Regions from separate parts of the Mus musculus genome. Here region 1 is linked to region 2. The links are chromatin contacts, called in public Hi-C maps. All regions are on one chromosome and are shown on one strand. Each heading gives the region's core, a stretch centred on a gene start, on an enhancer-like site or on the middle of the called end of the contact. The rest is flanking DNA. Distances are from core to core; before and after follow the strand shown.

Region 1 (6,949 bases), core at 3,487-5,986, 240 kb before region 2:
TTGTCTGGTAACTAATAACATTGGTGGAGACTTAGTATTGTGTTCACACTGATAAGATTTTTTTGAGGCTTGTTTGCCACACTTCCAACCCAAGTAGTTTCTAAATCACCATTTCCCATTTCACTTTCATCATATTTGAGGAAGAATTGGCAAGAAGGACATGTGTCTGCTGGGCCAGTCATCACAATAGCACATCTCCCCTGTTTTTGCAGTGCCCATGATCTCATGAGAACTCGAGTCATGTGTAAAAGTCATTTGGGCTGTGTGACAAGCCATTTATATAACCAGAACAGTTGTTTTTTGAAATAGATCCTGGCAGCTTTTTAGTATAGAGAATAGTTATGGACATAGGATACTGGCCTTGAAGTTGCACTCACAACTTTCCAGTGTTCATCTGGCTTCACTGTGCTCACATAGCCTCTGCTCACCATCACCATGAAAAGCATTGCCTTTTGCATACAGGTCAGCATAAGAATTCAACAGGATGATAAAGTTTGCAGATGGTATCTAGCACTTAAATAGGACCCTAGAATTTCTGTAGGGGTGAACAGCAGTCCAATGAAGAGCTGTCTCGAAGTCAACGTCCTGACTCATGGTCAACGTCCTGACTCATGTGTCTGTGGGAATGGCTGGAGAGGATCTAGGAAGAGCATTTCTCATGCGCATACTCTTCCCACTCCTAACACATGATGTTGAGTCAAGAAAGACTTGGTGCTTGAGCCCCACGAGTCAGGCAAAGCCACCCCATTCTAAACTACAGACAGCTGTCAACAGGACTACAGAATCAGCCTTGCCATTTAAAGATGATTGGATACTACTCACAAGATCATCTGGGCACTGAAAATGTTCTTTGCCTTTTTTTTTTTCTGGGGAACAGTTGTGGTCTCTGTTTATAGGGCTCACCATAATTTGAATTTGAGTGCCTGTGCTCTGCCTTGGAGACTCTAAAATGAGCCAACTCATCCTGCTACTTTAGTAAAACATCCAAATGGGCACTGCACACTGGGTCTGTACATCTACCTTTCCCAACTGAACAGCTGCATCTCTCTAGACATCACTGAGCTATCTGATGCCTCTCTCTTTCCTCTCCCCCTTTTCCCTCCCTCCCCTCCCCAACCCTCCCCTCCCTCTCTTCTCCCCTCCCTTCTCTTCTCTCCTCTCCTCTGGTCTATAGTTCCCTACAATTCTGTACTGTTGTTGGACCTCCCCCCCTCCAAGTCCTTATTATTTGATACATAAAACCAAGACTGCCTCTGTAAACTAGACTACAGCTTCCTCCTGAATTAGTTTCCCACACAATATTGTCTTAGAAGACTGATTTTGTCAGCTTTGCCTGCAGGAGAAGTTAGATAAATATTAAATATTGCTTTTTATATCTATCCAGACAATTGCATCAAGAACATTTAAGTGCTTCTTTTCTGCTCCACATTTTGTAGCCTGCTACATTTTCTAGCTGCAGGCTCCCTTTCCCTCTGCTTTTAATCGTTATTATGTGTCTGCTGGCTGAGAAGGAAGAGGTTTTAGGGAACAGTGGTAAATTGGACAATGGTCTGTACAACCTCAATGTAATTAGTGAGACAAGCTGAATTTTGAATACACCCAATAACACCACACAAACCATTCATCCAGGAGCAGAACTAGAAAAAGGTGAAAAACAAAACTCCAAAAAATGCCATGGATAAGTGTCTAATAGGAAGCCTTTCTGCAGATCTGTCATTAACAGCTTCACCATGGCCAATGGGTAGAGAAGGTTGAAGAGGACTTTCTAATTAGTTCTTGCTATAATATACATCAGCTGCCCAGTATTGGAACAAGGTAGGACCAGCTGTCATAACTGAGGAGAAAACCTTTAATTCCCTCTTCACTGCTCCTCCACAGCCCTACAGCTGGGCAACCATCTGTGACACACATCTATCTCCTACTGTTACAGGGACCACTAACACTCTAGATCACTGGCCAATTGAAAGGGAAATTTTTCTAACTGATTTTTGGTAATAGTTCCCAAAGGCCAAACTAGAAAGATTGTTCCGTTCTTGAGGCCAGATAGGAAACTCCTGATTTCTAAGAATGAAGGACACTTTGAAACGCTAGCGAAGAAAACCCTCGTGGTTTCCACAGTTCCCTTTCCTGGACTTCAATGATGAGACACTGAAAACTGTCATTAACCCTGACAGTGGAGTCCAGTGCTAACTGCTAATGGAGACTGGTGAATTCTCTGGCTAACCCTCAAGCCACCTTTTTTTCTAAGTATTTCTTTTTTGAGACAAGATTTCATAGAGCTCACAGCTCTATGTAGCCGAAGGTGACCTTGAACTCTTGATCTTTTTGAGCTCAGGCTGGCCTTGCATCTACTATGTAGCTGGAGATGGCCTTGAATTCTTGATCTTCCAGCCTCTAACTCCTGTGTGATAGGCTATAGGCCTGTGCAACTGTACTCATCCCCAGCTTTGTTTCTGAATTTCTGCTGGAGCTGCTCACATATTCCTGGAAGCTGGCACCTGACTGAGAAGCCTAAACTTGCTGGATTGAGCATGAGTGTGCAGTAGAAAGTGGATAAAGAGAAAAAATTATAGATTAAATAACCACACCCATGTGGTACGTGGGTTGTACAGTTTTGCATTCTTTCCTTTCCATCCTTTCACCATGAGTAGAGAAGTACAATTTAACCCATATGCCATTTTAAAGTCACCTTCTAGTAAGTCATAATCAGACGAGAACTTGAACATGACGTTAGAAGCAGAAACCAACTTGCTGAGAAATCATCCGGGCTTCCCCCAACAGTCATTTGAGTGGGTTTTTAGAAAAGTAGAAAATTTCCAATTCTAGACAGACTCTGGTTTTCAAATCTTTCCCATAGTCCTTCAAATATTGAGTCTTAGGTCCAGCTGCTCTCCTCATTATTGACATACTTTGTCTTGTGCCCTGGGAAATCAAAGTTTCATTCCAACCTGGATATAGATAAGGGCCCACTAAGTCAGACATAACTGTGAGGCAGGTTTGGGGGACTGGAGTTGGTAGCCATCTGCACACCCTAGAAAGATGCAGCATTGAAGATGATTAAGTGGAGAGAGCAAGGAAGGAACTGTCAAAGACAACATCTTTCTGATGTGTATGGTGATTTCACGGTGGACCTCTGCAGCTGGTGTGTGTGTCAGGGGAGGAGGATGAGAAAGGAGCTATAATAGACTTTGTACAGTGACTGGCTTGAAATTAAGAATCCCTATTAGCCCTAGCTCTGCCGGTGAAGTATGAAGCCTAAGGCATGTCAGTTCCCATCTTATTTTAAAAGCAAATAGATGAAGTAATTTATGCATCGATCTAGTGCTCTTTTCTTTGTTAGAAACTTCGTGATGAAACAGAAATGACACATTTTAGAGCAGAAGAGATCTTACAGTTGTATGCTCTATGGCCTGGTCTAGTGATATTCCTTAGTTTCTTATTCATAAACGGAAGAGAACAAAGGCCAGAAAGTTGTTATAAAAGGACAGCCAGCATCACAAACACTTTCCAAGGTTCCAGAATATAGATGACTGTAACCAGGAAGATCACCATATCCAATGGTGCCATGACCTAGTCTGAAATAGACACATGTTGGAGAGTGACAATTGCTGTGACGAGACTCTATGACTACCCAACTCTTATAAAGGAAAACATTTAATTGGGGCTGCCTTACAGTTTCTAGGTTAAGTCCATTTTCATCATGGCAGGAAGCATGGCAGCATCTGGGCAGGTGTGGTGCTGGGGAAGTAGCTGAGAGTTCTACATCTGGATCTGAAAGCACCAGGAAGAGAAAGAGACACTGGGTTTGGCTTGAGCATTTGAAACTTCGAAGCTACCTCCAGTGTGGCACACCTCCTCAACAAGGCCATGCCTCCTAATAGTACCACTCCCTCTGCACCTATGGAGGCCCTTTTCATTCAAACCACCACACAGGGGGCAGTGCTAGATTCACTTCTGTCCCTGGTGATAAATAGCCTGGTGTCTATGTAACTAAAAATAAAATAACGCAAACCTCTGGCTTGGTCTTTGAATAGAAAACTGATGCCACAGGCTTAAAAACATTATCAGCAGTTTGGGTTCCATTGCACCATATGCCTCAATCCAACTCTGTGGCCTGGAGAACGTCACTTGGAGAACGTCACTTGGCCCTCTTGGCTCTGCTAGGAAGTTCTCCTAGTGGAGGAGAAGGCGACAGCATGTGTCTGGCTGCTTCAATCCTGCCCGGGAAGTGCAAAGCCCCATCGGCTTAAAGGGATTGAAGAATGACTTCTTTGGATGATCTTCCTGGCGCTCTTGGACTCCTGTGTTGAGAACTGAGGGGTGAGGATTAGGGAGAAGCTCCAAAGACATTGGCTTAAGCTCATTGCCACTGTTTTGGCCAATTTAAGCACGTGTAGGAAAAACAGAGAAATAAATCCATATGGTATTACATTTTCACCAACAACGAACTACTCCTGTTTATAAGAAAAATGACCTTTAGGTAAATTTGATGCCTGGGAATCACCTGAAGAAAGATTATTTTTTTGAAAGCTGTTGTGCCTGTGTGAGCCAAGAGTACTTCACGGCTATGAATTTGACAATTCAGTCTCCACAAAGCAACTGTTTGATCCTAGCAGTGATTGGAACTCTGTCCTCTAGAGGGCAGGAATGTACCAGATTTAAAGAACATGGAGGCTTGCACTGTGCTAGGGAGGAGCCAAATGCCCTGCTTACACTGTGTGAAAGAGGAAGGGAGGGAAAGAGATTACCCTAAACTAGTCTCTTAGACTAGGAACAGTAGGAAATCTTGTCTTGAATATTGAATAAGGTATTTTTAAATTGATGTGTTTTATTTTTTTTTTTCTTGGTTTATCTTGGCTTTCCTCTGCACCAACCCAGCTGGTCCTTGTTTTCATTTTTGTAGTTTTGTTTCGTTTTTCTTCAGATTTTGTACTTTGTATTCTAGGTTGGACATGAACTCACTATGTTGTTCAGGATAACCTCAAATTCCTGATGGCCCCGCCCCCACCTCCCACATGTTGGAATTATATGCATGTACCCACCACGCCCAGCTAAGAAATTCTTACAATGATTAAGCACCTTTTAGCTGAGACATTAACAGTAGAAGTAAGTTTCCTTGGCACAGCCCTTTCAGAGCGTGGGGAGACCAAGCCTGGAGCAGGGAATGGTGTCTTTTAACTCATTCTACAGATCCTGAGTAGCCTAACACAGGAGGATGCTCTGCAGATTAATCAGAAACTGAACATAAAAAGATCACTTGGGATGTTAAAACATAAGAACTGTCAGTCAAGATCTCTGGGATTGGCAGTCTGAGAGTCTTAGAAGGCCTTTTCTCCCATGCCATGGCTTTTCAGTTAACCCAGTGCTAGATGCTCTTTGTCTCCCTTGGAGAGAAATTGCCTTGAGAATATGCTTCATGTTGGCAGAGGGATTGCACAGGGAGGTTTAAACAGCAGGCTGCCGAGAGTCCAGGACATGTTGAGGCATAACCTGCTGCCGGTGGACCATGCTGCTCCAGGCGTGACCTGGGAGTTACCGGCAGAGTTTCACACCATTGTTCCTGCTGCTCTGCTTGCTCTCCAAGGAGAGGAAGGCTTACACCACAGCTTTCCCAGGGTCCAGACACTTGCCAGCAGCTGACCCATCAGGAAATGGCCTCTCCCCTCTTCCTTCCCACATTCCTTCCTTCCTGAGCTTCCCCAGTCCAAGGTGTGGCCGCGCGCCCAGAAGATCTGCTCTGCTTGATTGACAAGCAAACAAAACCTTCCTCTTAGATAAGCAAGATCACAGGTCTGTAGGAAATCTATTTGTTTCTGGATGGAGCTTGTCTGCTCTCGCTGTCTCAATAGCTACAGTGCTGACTTCATAGTTTCTTATCATATCTTTAGGATGTGTGGAACAGTAAATCCTAAAACAATGAGCTCTGCTTTGTAACATTTTTTTTAACAGGCTAATTCACAGTGAAATACTACACTTTGTTCTACAGAGTTTATGGTGGTCTCCCTTGGAGTCCTTAGCCATTTGTACTGTGCAATAAGAAAGACTAGAAGAGAGATTTCCTTTTTGAACTTTCTTTTTAATTTAGTTCTTTAGAAATTTGTTATTCCTGACAAGAGCTGGGAATTCAGGAAAGGGTGCCCCTTGCCACTTTTGGGGAGAATCTTTTTAACACAGATGCAACCCAAGAGAGAATGACAGAAAACTGTGCAATATTTTGGCTCAACAAGGTTGTCCCTTGACTTTTACATTTGTGTAAATGGAGAGCCTTCTTGGGATTTTTTTTCTTTGTTGCCTCTTGTATGGCTCTAGGTAAACCTGTGTGTGTAGGTATGCATGTGTGTGCATGTGTGTGTGTATGCATAAAAGGACCAAAGGTAAACTACTTCCAGATTCATTTTAAAGCTGATGCCTACCCTAAGATCATTTAAGGAAGAGCAAACATGTTTCTTCTTTTTAAAAGAATTTTTAAAACATTTTTTTAATTGTTCGCAACGGTTATCACTAATATCAGGTCTAGGAAAAGAGTATCTGCAGCAGACATATTGTTTCATGTTTTATTTCCCAGATGGACAAAAGGGAGATATATACATAGAAGGGGTTGATAGCAATCTCCAGAACGGCCTGTTCGTAGCCTGCAAGATAGGTATTGTTATCCACGTTGATCAAATGAGAAAACTGGTGCTTGGGCAGGTGAGTGAATTGCTATATTTACTCAGCATGTAAAGTAGGATTAGTAATCGAATCCATGATCTCAGATTTCATGTTTTGCTTCTTTAAGAGTACGTTTATTTTTACTATGATGTTTTAAAATGAGCATCTGTAACATGTGACCAGGAACTCAACTTTTCCCTCCTCTCAGTGTCCAAACTAGAGCTGTCTATTCAGCATGAAGATGTTTTCTGTGGTTGTGGTGGTTTGGCTAGGTATAGTCCCAGAGATTCATGTGTTT
Region 2 (7,419 bases), core at 1,605-4,104:
CCCATATAGCTCTGTTGGGACATATGGCCAATTCCCCATCTTATTGTTTGAGGGGAGGTCTCTGAATAGATTCTGAAACTCATCAATAGGGCTAGTTTGACTTTCCAACTGACTCTAGGATCCCCTGACTCTTTCTTCAGAGAGCTGAAGTTATAAGTGGGCTGACATACCCATATGGCTTTTATGTGGATCTTGTGAGATCTGAAATCATATATATGAGATAGATTGAGAAGAAATCTTTAAGCCAGAGCCTTGGTCACTCATAGTACAGGCTCCTCACATGTAAGGTCATTAAGTCACATTTAACCAACACAGAGACTCTCCATTTCAACTTCTCTCCTATTCCCAGTCTTCGAAAGCACTACCACATAGTCATACTCATGACCTTTATTGGAAGATCACAGGCCAAAGAACTGAGAGTTGGCGGCATGGGAGCTGGAGGAGAAACATCACAGTGAACAGTAGAAGCTGGAAAAGGTCTCTTTGCTTTCAGCATACACAGGGAGACATTGGGAAAGACTTTGTTGTGCTTGCATTTAATTGATGACATAAAATTACTACTTGACTCATTTTGTGTTGTCACTGAGGGAACAATAATAAATCTCAGAAACTTCATAAGTTAGAGTGACCCATCATAAACTCTCTTTTGGGAGCTCAAAGGGACCTAATTCAGTGGCTTAGCCATATACTTTTATTAAACTAAGTAGGAATGAAATGTGCTATGGTCAAAAAAGCTGAATTTTCCTGGTGACCCATTTTCTCTCATTCTCCCAAATGACTCCAGGGTTCAATTTCTATTCCTTTCAGAGGAAGGAAAACCATGGCACAGCAGTGAATTCTTTGATTTACCAACTGTGTGTGTGTGTGTGTGTGTGTGTGTGTGTGTGTGTGTGTGTATGTGTTTGTGTGTGTGTGTTTGTGTGTGTTTGTGTGTGTGTTTGTATGTGTGTGTATGTGTGTTTGTGTGTGTGTGTGTGTGTTCTATGGCAGGAGTTTGAAACCTGTGAGCATGGAGGATTGTGGGAACTCAAAGGTTGTGTTGATAGTTTGCAGACAAGGAAGCTAGAGAAAGATAGCCCTTCCTCTCTCCTGTTAACTCAGGAAATCGAGTGTGAGCCACCTGAGAAACAGCACTCCCCTTTGAAGGTGTTGCTAGGAGGAATGGGTGTGGTGGCACAAGCTGCCAACACCAGACAGGAAATATGGGTGGGGAATAGTTAAGATTCCAATACGCCAACTCATTAGGCTGCATAGCACCCATAAGCTCCACTGGGCCATGCATTTTTTGTCTAGAAGCCTCTTATGGGCTCTTGGACTCAAATGTATTTTCCTTGTTTTAATATAAACCAAACGCAAAACCAAGCCAGATTAAAATAATTCTAGAATATTCCTAGGCACACTCGCTGTAGATGAGGTAGCCAGTGGGGATGCAAAACACACCTTACTTCCTTCTCATCCTGGCTGTTCACACAGATAAAAATAAGGAGAGCAACTAGGCACAGACAAAACCTCACCTACTTCTGGGTGGACCCTCCTTTCCTCTGCAAGAAAGAAGCCACATCTGGATCTTCATGAAAGTTGCCCCTACATACCAGTCATCTCATGTTACATTAAAATAGGAGCTACATTTTAAAAAACAAAACAAAACAAAACAAAACCCTAATTCCTAGAACTTCCAGATGTAGTTGTTTTGGGTAACTTCTTTTTTCAAGTACTTGCGTTGGTAGAGAATTTCATTCGCTGATCTCACAGTGAGCCCTGTGTTGATAGAATCCCAGCTTTAAAGCTTCACCTTCTTGTTGCTTTGGAGGAAAAGGGATTCTTTGAGTAGCAAAACCTGACTTTGCATTTCCCAGGCTTTTAGAATACATAAGACGTTGTTTGTTCATCGGTAGCAGAGAGATGGTAAATCGTGCTAACTGGATATACTATGGACAGCATCATAGGAAGGTCTCCCTATTCTATGCAAACCTCCCTGCCTCCAAAGGTTTTAGAAAACTGAACTTTACTTATGTACTAAACTACAGACCTCTGTCATTCAGTATCTCCCTAAAACCAACAAGGTGCAGCTTAGTGCATACTGGACAAGGGAGGTACAGGCTCCTAGTCCAGATGGCTAGGATTGCAGTCCTAGCTTTACAGTGTGCTGGTGGAACAAGTTCAGCCGTGTAATTTAACCTCTCTGTGCCTGCTTTGTGCCTGCAAAAGAAGGGCGGAGGAGTGGGTAATTATAACTATTCTGGCTGCTTTAGAGGTTATGTGAACTAATGCTTATGGAGTCCTTAGAAGACTATGCAACATAGAACAAGCACCCTCAAGTATGAGCTTATTCACACCAAGGCTCCATCTGTGCTCCCTCCCTCCCTCCCTCCCTCCCTCCATGGCAGATTTGTGCCAGCCGAGTCATTAGCACCGTTAAGCAACTTGCCTCTCTCCATGACTTGGGTTCGGCTATAGCTTTGACATCACTGCTCTGCGGTCCCTCTGCTTCCATACTGCATGGACTTTAGGCAGACTCTATAAGAACCAGGAGCTATGAGCAGCATTCGGGACACAAAGTAATGCATTCCAGTTTTGAGGGCACACAGTTTATCAGGGCTTAGATACCACACTTCCTGCCATGGGCTCACGTTTTGAAGACTTTGTCTAGTTTGTAGCTCTAATACTATAAAACTGTTCTTGGGGAGGGAGAGACTTGGCTCGTGGACATAGACTTCTAAGGGTGAGCAGTGTAAATTATGCCCATTGGTTGTCCCAGTCTCCTTTCTCTGCTTCCTGGTTGGCCATATAGCGAATAAGTTCCCACTGTCTCATGCTCTCACTGCAATGGACTGAGTCATCCCTACTGCCTGCATTCCTTGCCCTTACAGACTAGAGACTCTAGGAAACTAAAATAAATTGACCCTTTCCTGCCTTCACCTGTGTCTGTCAGATATTTGCTCACAGATGCACTCATGCATTCCCAAAGGATTAATGTTGGTTTGTCTGTTTATTCTTCAAACTTGTATTTTGGCAACTGGACATATTCAAATTACTACTAAAAAACTCGACAAGTGCGCTGATAAGGTAGCTCAGAAAGTAAAGGAGCTTGCTGCCAAACCCAAAGTACAGAGTTCAATTCCTATGACCCACATTGTATAATTACAAACCCATAGTTGACCCCTTAAATCCATATGCACACTATGGTACACACACACATAGACACACAGATACACACACACACACACACACACACACACACACACAGACACACACACACAGACACAGACACACACACACACAGACACAGACACACACACACACAGACACACACACACACACACACACACACACACACACACAGACACACACACACACACACACACACACAGACACAGACACAGACACAGACATACACACACACACACTAAACATCTATGTAGCAAAATATTTAAAGAAGAACTGTGAGATGTTTTGAATTTGAATATTTAAATTGATTGGTAGCTTGAGGCACAAAACAAAAATAAAGGATAAACTAGTCAGACTCAGCATCAGTCGGCTACTTGATAGCATGCTTACCATTGGTTATCCAAGCACGGGAGTTATTCTGCTTTCCTTAAACTTGGAAAAAGAAACACACTCCTTTTTCTAAAACATTTGTCTCATTAGGGCTGCTGAATCTGGTTTGCATTGATTACAACACTGAGAAGGAGTAGCAGTTAGACTCTTGCAGCGTTAAAGTTAATTTAGGTCCAGATCAGTCCAAGAACTTCTTTTCTATCACGTGGCTGTGATGCTTCATTTTAGTTTTTAAATTTAACTTTAGAAATCTTGCCACTGTGCAGTGAAATCGAAGGACTTGGGGAAACATCCATCCCACATTAAAAAGAAGCCACTGAAATGCTAACCAGGTGGGCAGGGAAGACATCGTGATGTTTCCAAGTCCGGCGCTGAGGGATAACTGGTTCCAGCTCTCCAAGTCCACTCCAAGATTTTGAGTTTCAATTTAAAATTAAACTAGAACTTTCTCTGTATTAAAGGGGGTGGGGAGAAAGCTTAACATCACCCCCCACCCCCATCAAAGCTTAAAACCTTCTGGAACTTCTAATAGTTCACATGAAACATCACAGCAAACAAGATGTAAATGAATAAGAAACAGATGAGTCCCCACGTTCTGGACATACTTACGGATTTTAATTTCAGGAATTCTTGGAGAGAAAAGAGCTAGTGAGATAATAAATTGATCGTGGCTGTATTACATTATCTTATAATCAAAACAATCTTTGCCACTCGAACCTAAGAGGTCTGTTTCCAATGAGTTCTAAAGTTTACAGTTGTTCCAGGATCCTTAGTATTACCACACTGTTAACTTATTTATGAAATAAAAACTTTTGTGCTGCTTTCTAAGGAAGCATGCGTTTCTCGAACAATAATTTTCTTGTTTTTTTTTTTTCTAATTGATTTCACATTCAGTATTGTTCTCCTGTAAAGCATCTAATTATCTACACGTGGTCACCTAAATGATCTGTGGCAGACAACCACAAAGGAATATGCATGCCTAAATTTCTTCCCCAACAGCTGCAAGAAGAAGGCAAGATACAACAATATTTCAATTTATTTCCTTGCATGTACCCACGGTTTTATAATTGTGTGAGGTTTCTGGTGGAAAAATTTAAGATCAGAATCAAGTTGTATATTCTCACACCGAAGGTTTCAAGGGGGGCATTTGCTGACTTTCCTACTGCTCACAAAGTTGGGAAGGAGAATTTGACTTTCAGATTCACTGTGCATGCTCAAATCCAGATGAGTCTAGAAAACAGACTGTGCTACTGAGACCGCGGCTTCTGTGCTTCCTGTGATTAACTGCTGCGCGCGTGCTCATGAATATGTAGAACAAGCGTAAATATACAAGACACCACGAATGCAGGCATGCCCCATGTCTTTGGAACACCAGAGGCTGATTCAAAGTTCCAGAACTTGACTGTCGTGATGAGCTGCACAGTCGCTGCTAACTCCTCATGCAGCAGCCCCTGCTTTAGAATTCAGATAGGACACATCCGAATCAGTTGGAACTAAAGACGAATGTGTGGACATCAGGCCTGAAAGAGCCGTAGCTCTACAGTTCACAAAGAAGGCATCACTCTAGACAATACCTTTTGCCTGCAGGCACGTCTGGGCACCACATATGTTCAGTGCTCACTAAGGGCAGAGGCATGGGATCCCCCGGAATGGCAGGTAAAGAATGTTGTTAGCCACCATGTGAGTTCTGGGGACTGAACCTGAGTCCTCTGGAAGAACAGCCAGTGCTCTCAATCCGTGAGTTCTACTCTAGCCCCTACATAATAGATAGTGGCAATCAGGGAACCTCTCTAGCCAGCCCTGTCTGGCAGCAAAGGCCCTTCAGGCAACCAGCCGACAATAAGACATGTCATTATTAGCTGCCTCTAGGCAGGGCATTCCCATTGCCTCCTCTATGTTCCCACATGTCCCCCGTGTATGTGACACAGTCCCTATAGCCATGTTTTTCCTCCTTCAGTGCCAGCCTCTGTGCCCCTTTGCCCATCCCTTTTGTAAAAATTAGATATTTTCATTATTTACATTTCAAATATTATTCCCTTTCCTGGTTTTCCTTCTGAAAACTACCTATACACTATCCCCTCCCCCTGCTCACCAACCCACCCACTCCCTCTTCCTTGTCCTGGCATTCCCCTACACTGGGGAATCAAGCCTTCAAAAGACTAAGGGCCTCTTCTCTCACTGATGGCCAACAAGGCCATCCTCTGCTACCTATGCAGCTGGAACTACATACAGGTGCATCCATGTGAACTCTTTGGATGGTGGTCTAGTCCCTGGGAGTTCTGGGGGGTACTAGTTTGTTCATATTGTTTCTCCTATGGGGCTACAAATTCCTTCAGAACCTTCAGTCCTTTCTCTAGCTCCTCCACTGGGGACCTTGTGTTCAGTCCAATAGTTGGCTGAGAGAATCCACCTTTCTATTTGTCAGACACTGTCAGAGCCTCTCAAGAGACAGCTATATCAGGTTTCTGTCAGCAAGCCCTTGTTGGCATCCAAAATAGTGCCTGGGTTAGGTGAATGTATGTGGGATGGATCCCCAGGTGGGGCAGTCTCAGGATGATCTTTCCTTCAGACTCTGCGCCATACTCTGTCTCTGTATCTCCTCCCATGGGTATTTTGTTCCCCTTTCTAAGAAGGACCGAAGTATCCACACTTTGGTGTTCCTTCTTCTTGAGCTTCATTTGGTCTGTAAATTGAACCTAGGATATTCTGAGCTTCTGGGCTAATATCCACTTACCAGTGAGTACAACCATGTGTGTTTTTTTGTGATTGGGTTACTTCACTCAGGATGATATCCTCCAGATCCATCCATTTGCCTAAGAATTTCATGAATTCATTGTTTTTAATTGCTGAGTAGTACTCCATTGTGTAAATGTACCACATTTTCTGTATCCATTCCTCTGTTGAGGGACATCTGGATTCTTTCTAGCTCCTGGCTATTATAAATAAGGCTGCTATGAACATAGTGGAGCATGTGACCTTATCACATGTTGGAGCACCTTCTGGGTATGTGCCCAGGAGTGATATAGCTGGATCCCCAAGTAGTACTATGCCCAATTTTCTGACAAACGGCCAAACTGATTTCCAGAGTGGTTGTACCAGCTTGCCATTGCACCAGCAGTGGAGGAGTGTTTCTCTTTATCCACATCCTTGCCAACATCTGCGGTCAGGTAAGATTTTGATCTTAAACATTCTGACTAGTGTGAGGTGGAATCTCAGGGTTGTTTTGATTTTCATTTCCCTGATGACTAAGGATGTTGAACATTTCTTTTGGTGCTTCTCAGCCATTTGGTATTCCCCAGTTGAGAATTCTTTGTTTAGCTCTGTACCCCATTTTTAATAGGGTTATTTGGTTCTCTAGAGTCTAACTTCTTGAGGTTTTTTTTTTTTTTGTATATATTGGATATTAGCCCTCTATCAGATATAGGGTTGGCAAAGATCTTTTCCCAATCTGTTGGTTGCCATTTTGTCCTATTGACAGTGTCCTTTGCCTTACAGAAGCTTTGCAATTTTATGAGTTCCCATTTGTCAATTCTTGATCTTAGAGCATAAGCTATTTGTGTTCTGGTCAGGAAATTTTCCCCTGTGCCCATGTACTCGAGACTCTTCCCCACTTTCTGTTCTATTAGTTTTAGTATATCTGGTTTTTATGTGGAGGTCCTTGATCCACTTGGAATTGAGCTTTTTACAAGGAGATAGGAATGGGTCAATTTGCATTCTTCTGCATGCTAACCACCAGTTGAACCAGCACCATTTTTTGAAAATGCTGTCTTTTTTCCACTGGATGATTTTAGCTCCTTTGCCAAAGATCAAGTGACCTTAGGTGTGAGGATTCATTTCTGGGACTTCAATTCTATTCCATTT

Evidence for each region. A called contact is a pair of places that touch in the nucleus more often than the background predicts.
Region 1: a contact with region 2 is called in a Hi-C map of pancreatic cancer cells, with 3 times the contacts expected there. The contact joins two enhancer-like sites. A contact is called at or near these places in 3 of 15 datasets of contacts at CTCF or cohesin (CD8 T cells and the NIH/3T3 cell line), 11 of 484 Hi-C or Micro-C datasets (adipose-derived mesenchymal stem cells, bone marrow-derived macrophages, embryonic fibroblasts and 8 more) and 8 of 115 datasets of contacts at active chromatin or transcription factors (the NIH/3T3 cell line, bone marrow-derived dendritic cells, bone marrow-derived macrophages and 5 more).

Annotation. Positions count from the first base shown.
Region 1 is chr13:110,966,003-110,972,951 of GRCm38.p6, reverse strand. No RefSeq gene overlaps it. Among named protein-coding and RNA genes, the nearest start is that of 4930526H09Rik, 66 kb to the right of the region's middle. Within about 2 kb of position 4,736, at least 130 of the 459 cell types and tissues checked have an H3K27ac peak or open chromatin away from gene starts, as enhancers often do. A contact at or near this core is called in embryonic fibroblasts, epidermal suprabasal cells and pancreatic cancer cells, where this site is marked.
Region 2 is chr13:110,719,781-110,727,199 of GRCm38.p6, reverse strand. No RefSeq gene overlaps it. Among named protein-coding and RNA genes, the nearest start is that of Gm33172, 40 kb to the right of the region's middle. Within about 2 kb of position 2,854, at least 36 of the 459 cell types and tissues checked have an H3K27ac peak or open chromatin away from gene starts, as enhancers often do. A contact at or near this core is called in embryonic fibroblasts, epidermal suprabasal cells and pancreatic cancer cells, where this site is marked.